Regions from separate parts of the Mus musculus genome. Here all the other regions are linked to region 3. A link is a contact called in public HiChIP or PLAC-seq and promoter capture Hi-C data. All regions are on one chromosome and are shown on one strand. Each heading gives the region's core, a stretch centred on a gene start, on an enhancer-like site or on the middle of the called end of the contact. The rest is flanking DNA. Distances are from core to core; before and after follow the strand shown. Region 1 overlaps Shroom3 (shroom family member 3). Region 2 has its middle 3.3 kb from the start of Gm25521. Region 3 has its middle 29 kb from the start of Ccng2.

Region 1 (2,707 bases), core at 124-2,623, 330 kb after region 3:
ACAATGTAAGATGGAATCCAATCGTGAAGTGCAGTGACTTACACATCCCTCAGTACAAATTACCTGACCTAGGACTGCTAAAGGGTCACGTGACTCTGCCTCAAATCCCCTATCTGACAAGTCAGGTGGCGGCTCACTATGTAGCCCTGGCTGGCTTGGAAAGCCATGTAGACAAGGCTGGACTTGAACTCAGCAATCTGCCTTCCTCAGCCTCTCCAAGGGATTCAAGGTGTGTGCCGCCGCCAGCACCACCGCCAGCACCACGCCCAGCTAGCTCATAGGATTTCTATAATAATCCTAGAAAACAGTACAAAGTTAGTGGGTGAATTTTATCAATATCCCCACTCTGACAGTTCTTTCCCTAATCACTCTGAGGCTTGAATTAAACATGCTGTGTCTGATTCACCATGAAGAGAAGTCTGAGGCACAGCCTGAGCTCCTAGCACTGTCGCCATCAAAGCTTCGCACACTCCTCACTGCGGCTCAGATCAAACACTGCAGCTCTGAAGCCTATGGACCTCCCTTCCTTCCCCTCCCCTCCCCTCCCCTCCCCTCCCCTCCCCTCCCCTCCCCCTGTCATCATGGCACGTGGAGACGCTGAGTTTGGTACTGACTGGGTCAGCTGTCCTCTTTCTACTGAGATTTTTGTTTTTAGAGAGGTCAAGCACTAATGCAGCATGGTAGGGATTCAGGACACTGCACATGAAGCGCAAAGCCAAGTGTCTGTCACAACAGCACTGTCCCTCCAGTGGAGGACAGCACAGTCGTGCCCACGTACCTGCCCACGGCTGGGCCCATCGTGCAGATTCCCTGAAGCTCACTTCTGCCCTCTTATCCCAGTGGTTCTGTGGTCCTCCTCTCCTTTAAGCGTCTAATGTGTTTTTATCTCTGCGAGGAAGGAGAGGCCCTAGGCCCTGTGCATCTGCCCAGAGTATCCACACTGAATCCTGCCTAGCAGGTGCTCTCTCAACCCACAGCGATGGTCATCCCGGAGAAGTGTCTCTATGGACAGAGGGCTCAGACGGTAACCTGCTAGGCCACATACCCTTTCCTCTTTGCTGGCGTCTTCACCAAGGCCTCTGAGGACGTTCTCCACGCGGGCCAGGCGTCCAGACAGGGACAGCAGCAGGTTGACCACCTTGTCCAGGTCCCCTATGAACATCTTGTACTTGTCAAACTCGTTGGGTTTGCAGAGCTCACTGATCAGAGCCTCCACCTCCTCTCCCAGGGCATTGTTCAGCTTGATGTCCGTGAGCAGGCTCCCCTTGGCTTCCTGGAGGCTCTCCAGCTTGTGGGTAAGGCTTCCGATAAGCTCAGCCTAGAATGGTGAGAGACACAGAGCCAAGCTGAGCCAGGGCTGCTGCTGGAATGTGGATGGGCACTCCCGGCCCCGCCCTTGCCGTCAAGGTTCAGCTAAAAGCTCTTCAGCTCTGTGGGGACTGATGACTCAAATCAGAACTTTTTTTTTCTTTTTCCTTTGCCTTTCCCTGAATGTCTACAACTGCCATTCTTTGAGCCTATTCAGAGTTCCCCAGCCCACACCTGATTATACACGCACTAGTCATATTCCTCACTGTGTAATGCTGCATACAGTTCTGCCTTTCCAACTGGTTTGTTAACTTCTCATTCAATGTCCTTTCTTTCTTACTAGGCACAATACCACGAGCAAGAAAGGAGGGGCGGGGTGAACATCCTCGGCTACAAACGAGCAGCCACGGAACCGGAGTGAAGGGCCTCCAGCACCCACGGTCTGAGAGCTGAGCTGGATAGCTGGCCTTGGGCAGTTACTATGAGCTACAGGTTCTGCCTCATCTAGTCCTCCGCATACAGCGGGGAGGGTGAGACTTGGGGATGCGCCCACCTCAGGCCCATGCATCACCAGATGGGCTCTCACATGACCATTACACACACTGATGGTGACACTGTATCAGAAAGCCACTCAGCTTTGCCTTTTAACTAAATCTGGACCTGCTTGCCACAACTATGTAACGTAAGCCTCTAACTACTAATTTCTGAAGAGAAGCTCTGGCTTAAACAGTGACATCCTGTTGTCAGTTCAACTTTCCAGATCTCCGTGGCTACAGGCAGCTTAACTGACACAAACCTCACTTCTAAGGGAAAAGCTGTAAGGTGTCTAAGCATTTCCTCAACAGAAGACTCGGCCCACGGTAACATGAGTGGGAGGGAAAAAGTAATTAGGGTTAATTATGCTATTACCCTCCCCCCCAAAAGCATCCTCCGCTGGCAGCCATCACTGTGGGACAGCGCAGCAGACTTCAGTAACAAGCTGCCCACTAGCACAGAGCTTGGATAAGTTTGTGCCTATGAAGAGACAAGCTGAAGGCAACACGGGTGGGAAACAGCAGACACTGCCAGGTCAGGTCAGGTCGCCCAGTCAGCCCTGGTCTTTTTTAACCTTGCAGGTACAGCTGCCAGGCTGGGCACTCAAAGTATTAGCAGAGAGTACTCTTCTCAGCCAGGCATGTTGGTGAGCTCCTGCAGTCCTGGCACTTAAGGATGGCTGTGAGTTCAAGGCCAAGGCCTGGAACACAGTGAGTTCCAGGGGAGCTGTGGCTATACAGCAAGACCTTGCTCAGGTCTGACCCAGGGTGGGCAACCTGGCCCAGTAGGTGGGGGTGCTTGTATAAGCCTTACTAATACCCAGGTCCCCCGTTCTTCTGCTAGTCTGCTGGAGTCAGCTTGCTGG
Region 2 (2,700 bases), core at 171-2,670, 280 kb after region 3:
CCTACAATCTTCTGCTTTAATGAATCCACCCAATGAATATTTACTAAGCACATATTCTATAATATGCTATGGTTTGCTTTTTGTTTTCTTACCTTGGGATACACACACAAAAAGACCAAAGTTCAAACTATTTTTATTTTATGTGTGTGAATATTTTGCCTTCATTTATTTGCGTGTGCCACCTGTGTGCCTGATGCCCAGAGCGACTGGAAGAGGGCATCAGATCCTCAGAACTGCTGTTACAGAGGCTTTGCAAGCACCATGTTGATCAGGGAAACAAAACCTGGGTTTTTTTCAAGAGCAGCAAGTGCTCTTAACCACTGACCTATCTCCCCAGCCCTGCAAAAGATAAGAAGTCTGTCCTTGTGAGGTTAACCTTCCAGGAGGGTGTAAGCTTGTGCACCAATACCCAGATGTCCCTTTGGACTCTGTCCCTGTAGCCACTCCTTGCCCTTCATTCTCTGGATGCTACTGTCCAGTGTTGGACTGATTTGCCATCCTTACACATCTTCTTCTTGACTCCAGCTGGGAGAATGGGGAGCGAAATTTTAAGGGAGTTTTAGTTATGTCAGAAGCCTTCCTGTGTCCTGAAGCTCCTTACTTAGCTAAAAGTGGATATTATGTTGCCAACTGTGAAAGTCTGGACACTAATGAAGAACATAGAAAGGTGTCCCTTCTGTCTCCAACCAGCAGAAAAGAGCGACAACACAGCGTTCTTCTCAAAGCAGTTTATTCAGGAACCTTTCAACATGCAAGCAGGAATCTCCCTCTAGCCCCCAATCGCAATCCCTTATATAACCCCTCAACCACGCCCCATCAGACCAGTCCGCGTAATCTCAGTTCATTGGCCTTCGTCAAATGGCCTGATCTTGCGTCATGGTGCGTCTGCGCAGCTCTCACGATGGACATGGCTTATTTTCCAGTGTATGAGGAAGTCAGGTGCAAGTCATAAGACTTGGCTGCAGTCCTGGGCGCCATTTTAGGACTACTGCTGCACCCGCTCCCCACAGAAAGGCATTTTGGAGCTGGTGAGATGGTTCAGCATGTAAGAGCACTGACTGCTCTTTCAAAGGTCGTGAGTTCAAATCCCAGTGACCACATGGTGGCTCTCAACCACCCATAATGAAATCTGGTGCCCTCTTCTGGTACTTATTTATATTTATAATAATAAATAAATCTTTGGGCCAGAGCAAGTGGAGTTGACCAGAGTAGAGGTCCTAAACTCAATTCCCAACAACCACATGAAGGCTCACAACCATCTGTACAGGTACAGTGTACTCATGTACAATCAATCAATCAATCTTTTTTTTTTTTTAAAGCATTTCCAAATCCTTTGATCCAGTTCTTTGCTCTCACCCCAGACAGGGGCTGATGCAACCTTTTCCAGATTTACTAGCTGCCTCTAATGTTGTCAAATAAAACATTCTGGCTTTTTAAGGTGGGAACAAATGCTAGGTACCTTATCACCTGAGTGGGGATAGGTAGGTAGGGTGTGTTTTTGTAAGATAGGAGAAGTGTGTGAAATAAAGGACATGTTCTCTGGTTTCATTTTGATTTTTAGCTCCCAGGAAAGCTCTCTGGTATGGTTGGTCTCTCTTCTTGCATGGAACTTGAGTGACAGTGAGTGGTGGCAGAGCAAGCATGCTAGTGTGTCACTTGACCCATCTAACAGGCAAATGTGTGTTTAAGGAATAACTGCTGTTGGACAGGGTAGTATAATAGTCGGATATGATACATGGTTACACAGCAAGCTTTGGCAACAAATAACAAATGCTCACCTTCTTATGTCAAGTAACTGTACTTGTAAGAACTTATCCTGATGCAATCTTATAGTTACACAAAGAACTATGCAGACAGATCTTATCTTCCAGTCATTTATGATAATGAAAATCAATGTGAATTTTCCTTACCATAAAATCGGTTAATGCACAAAGTGAGACTTGTGCATTAGAATATGAGTCATTAAAATTATATTTAAAGGACTGGAGAGGTGGCTTGGTGATTAAGAGCCTTGACTGCTCTTCCAGAGGTCCTGAGTTCAATTCCCAGCAACCACATGGTAGCTCACAACCATCTGTAATGGGATCTGATGCCCTCTTCTGGTGTGTCTGAAGACAACTATAGTGTAATCATATATGTATATGTATGTATCTTAATTATATTTAATGATTAATAATTTTAACTCAAGTGATGAATTCATGGGGTTTACTATGATATTGTTCATATTTGGGGATACAGTTGATATTTTCCACAATGAAAAATAAAAGCATGTTTATCTTTAGAATGTTTACATTGAAAGCTGGGCAGTGGTGGCACATGCCTTTAATCGCACACTCAGGTGGCAGAGGCAGGAGAATCTCTGTGAGTTCAAGGCCAGCTTGGTCTACAGACTGAGTTCCAGGACAATCATGGCTATGCAGAGAAACCCTGTCTCAAGAGAAAATGTTCATAAAGCATCACTAAGGAAAAACAGGTTATCAGACTGTAGAAGTCAGGTAGTTTCCATAGGATTCCAAATGTGTAAAACAGACAAACATATCTGATATAGACACACATACCCACATATATACATATATACATCCCTTAAAATGTGATTCATATAGTGGTGACTTGAGTGAGAGTGGCCTCCATAGGCTTATATGTGTGAATGCTTGGTCCTCTGGTTCTGGCACTGTATGGGAAGGATTAGGAGGTGTGGCC
Region 3 (2,706 bases), core at 169-2,668:
CTTAATTAGTAGTCGATGGGGAAGGGGTCCCTCCATTGTGGGTGGGGCTAACGCTGGGCAGATAGTCCTGGGTTCTAAAATAAAGCTGGCTGAGCAAGCCATGGGGAGCAAGCCAGGAAGCAGCACTCCTCTATGGTCTCCACGGTAGCTCCTGCCTCCAGGTTTCTGCCCTGATTTCCTTCCATCATAAACAGTAAGGTGGAGGCATAAATCAAACAAAGTATTTCCTTCCCAAGTTGCTTGGGTCATGGTAGTTTCATTACAGCAACAGGGACGTGATTAACACAGCCTAAGGAGACATGTTGACTAAATAAATGGGGTACGGTGCCTGGTTGGAGTTCCAAAACAGGATAGCCTCGAAATGGAAAACCTGAGGAGATGAAAATAAGAGTTTAGTTCATAGTATGTCTCGGGTTTGTGAATGATCCTGGTGTGATCAGATGTGAAGGTTTAGGGATAACTGGTAAAGGAAGTATGGACTTGTCACTGTCCCTGAAGCCATATGTGTCTGTCTAACTGCCTTTAAAAATGTCACCTCCTGATCAGGCAGTGGTGTCGAGGTGGCACAAGCCTTCAATTCAGGCTCTTAGAAGGCAGATCTTTGAGTTCAAGGCCAGCCTGGTCTACAGGTGGAGTTCCAGAACAACCAAGGCTACATTGAGAAACCTTGTCTGGGGAAAGAGGGGGGACAAAAAAAAAAACTAGAAAAGGAAAGAAACACCCGCCACCAACTGCAGGTCCACTCTTAGGATTAATTAGAGCAAAAGTTCCCAAAGCTGCAAGTGAAGCTGCATGAGTCTCAACCTGGAGTAAGGAGCAGAGGCGAGAGGCCAGCTGGAGCTCAGCCCAGCACCAGCACCGAAGCCTGGGTGTAGGGGGATCTGGTCTGTTCTTGTGATGCCACTGGTGCTCTCTGGAAATAACTCTTGACTCCAGCCTCACTTCCCTCCTGAGTTTTCACCTGCCTGTGCCCATGGAAAGGGGGTCTTCTTTGGAAGCCAGGTGGCACCCACAGGATTGGCACACACACACACACACACACACACACACACACACACACACACACACACATAAAAGTGAAGAGGTATGTGTTCAAAATAAAGTTAATAACCAATTTTAAAACCACCCACTACAGGAGATCCTGTAAGCAGGGGTTAAGAACATGACATGCATAAGAGGAGAAAAAAAAAACAAACAAAAATCTGGGTTTTATTCTGGTCTCTATTACCTACTGGCTATGTAGCCTGTCTAAGCTTCAGTTTCCTCATCTATAAAATGGGGGTAAAAATAGGGCTTACTCATAGGACTGTGGTGAGGCATGTGGTTATTGAACAGCTCACAGAACAAACAGAGCTCTTGTTATTATCCATGTGCCGTACACATCCTGACTCAACGCAAACAATCCAGTTCATTAGTCCCCGGGCTCCACCTGAAGAGTCAGAGTCACAGAGGATGAATAATGGGCTCTCAAGGTGACAGAGTCTAAACCCAAGCAAGCTGGTTCTGGAATTCTTCCTCTTGGCAGACCGAATGGCACTGCAATTTCTGTTATCAGAAAAGAAAAAGAAAATGAAAGGGAAAATTAAAAAAAAAAATCCCAACGGTTAAACCAGAGGGTTGAAGGTCAGCTCTACAGAGAGTGCTGTGTGAGCAGTGGTTTAGAAACAAGCCTGGAACTATACCAGACTCCCGAGTGCCTGCCAGGAGTGATTGCACTTGCCTCTGCGGACCAAGGGCCAGTGAGAACTTTATACCTAACATCACATCACAGCTCCACAGAAATGAGAGAAGCCCACTCCCATCTCGGCTATCCCAGGATTTTCCAGTTCGTTTTCTAGATAGGAAGCTTAAAGACCAGAGAGGCCAGCTCAGAACAACATATTAGACAAGCCTTAGAGGAGAGGAACCAGCCCACATTCCACATTTAGTCATCACTCTTTATGGTCAAAGGTCAGGGCACTAGGAGAAGCCTGAGGCAATGTTCTTGAAGGTTCCACAGCTTCCCAGGCTAAGTAGATGGCTTACACAAGGCACAAACTTGGCTTGGGCTCCTAATTTGACTATTCCATCTTCAATTTGCTGCTTAAATATTCAAAGTTGCCACCCTCTGAATGCCTTCTTTCCGATCCCTTAGCTGCCTCTTCACCTGTGTTAATGGGTTGACAGCCTTTTGTTGGAAATGAGAAAACTCTGGTTCAAAGTGATGAGGTTTCCCATTGTAATGGTTAATACAGTCAACAAGATAGCATCTAGAATCACTGAGGGAGTGATTACCCTCATTAGGTTAAGAGGAGAGGTCTAAAACTGGGTGACACCATTCCAAGAGCTGGAGTCCTGGACTGAATGAAAACCAGAGGACTGAGCCCTAGCAACCATCACAGTTTCACAACTGTGAGTGCAATGTAGCCAGCTGTCTCAAGTTCCTTCAGCTGAGGCTTCCCATGATGCACTGGACCCTCAGACTGTGAGTCAAATAAATCCTTCTTTAAGTGGCTTTTATCAGGATCTTTTATCACAGCAACAGAGAAAATAATGCTGGCAAGAGGCAGAGATAGAACCAAACCCCCATTTGGCAGAATCCAAAGTACTGCTGGGGCCTCCAAAACAGTCAGCTTCGAAGGATGTGCTTGCCCTGGAAGTTATCTTAGGGATGGAAGCACCAAGACATGAGGAAAACCCACACAAGTTTTTATTCCATGGCTTCAG

The links. Promoter capture Hi-C pulls out the DNA fragments that hold promoters and counts their contacts. HiChIP or PLAC-seq counts read pairs in DNA pulled down with a chosen protein or histone mark.
Region 1: a FOXA1 HiChIP or PLAC-seq map of pancreatic cancer cells shows a contact between it and region 3. The contact joins two enhancer-like sites. A contact is called at or near these places in 2 of 484 Hi-C or Micro-C datasets (the Ba/F3 cell line and cerebellum), 1 of 115 datasets of contacts at active chromatin or transcription factors (pancreatic cancer cells) and 1 of 9 other capture datasets (embryonic stem cells).
Region 2: a promoter capture Hi-C map of liver shows a contact between it and region 3. The contact joins two enhancer-like sites. A contact is called at or near these places in 10 of 39 promoter capture datasets (the C10 cell line, the HPC-7 cell line, cranial neural crest and 7 more), 2 of 484 Hi-C or Micro-C datasets (embryonic fibroblasts and liver) and 3 of 115 datasets of contacts at active chromatin or transcription factors (hepatocytes, pancreatic cancer cells and stem cell-derived neural progenitor cells).

The regions. Positions count from the first base shown.
Region 1 is chr5:92,960,702-92,963,408 of GRCm38.p6, reverse strand. It overlaps Shroom3 (shroom family member 3), which reads right to left. Exons shown (of 11, transcript NM_015756.2): 10 at 1,046-1,318. Among named protein-coding and RNA genes, the nearest start is that of Gm36764, 47 kb to the left of the region's middle. Within about 2 kb of position 1,373, at least 91 of the 459 cell types and tissues checked have an H3K27ac peak or open chromatin away from gene starts, as enhancers often do. A contact at or near this core is called in pancreatic cancer cells, where this site is marked.
Region 2 is chr5:93,015,106-93,017,805 of GRCm38.p6, reverse strand. No RefSeq gene overlaps it. Among named protein-coding and RNA genes, the nearest start is that of Gm25521, 3.3 kb to the right of the region's middle. Within about 2 kb of position 1,420, at least 4 of the 459 cell types and tissues checked have an H3K27ac peak or open chromatin away from gene starts, as enhancers often do. A contact at or near this core is called in liver, where this site is marked.
Region 3 is chr5:93,295,638-93,298,343 of GRCm38.p6, reverse strand. No RefSeq gene overlaps it. Among named protein-coding and RNA genes, the nearest start is that of Ccng2, 29 kb to the right of the region's middle. Within about 2 kb of position 1,418, at least 83 of the 459 cell types and tissues checked have an H3K27ac peak or open chromatin away from gene starts, as enhancers often do. A contact at or near this core is called in liver and pancreatic cancer cells, where this site is marked.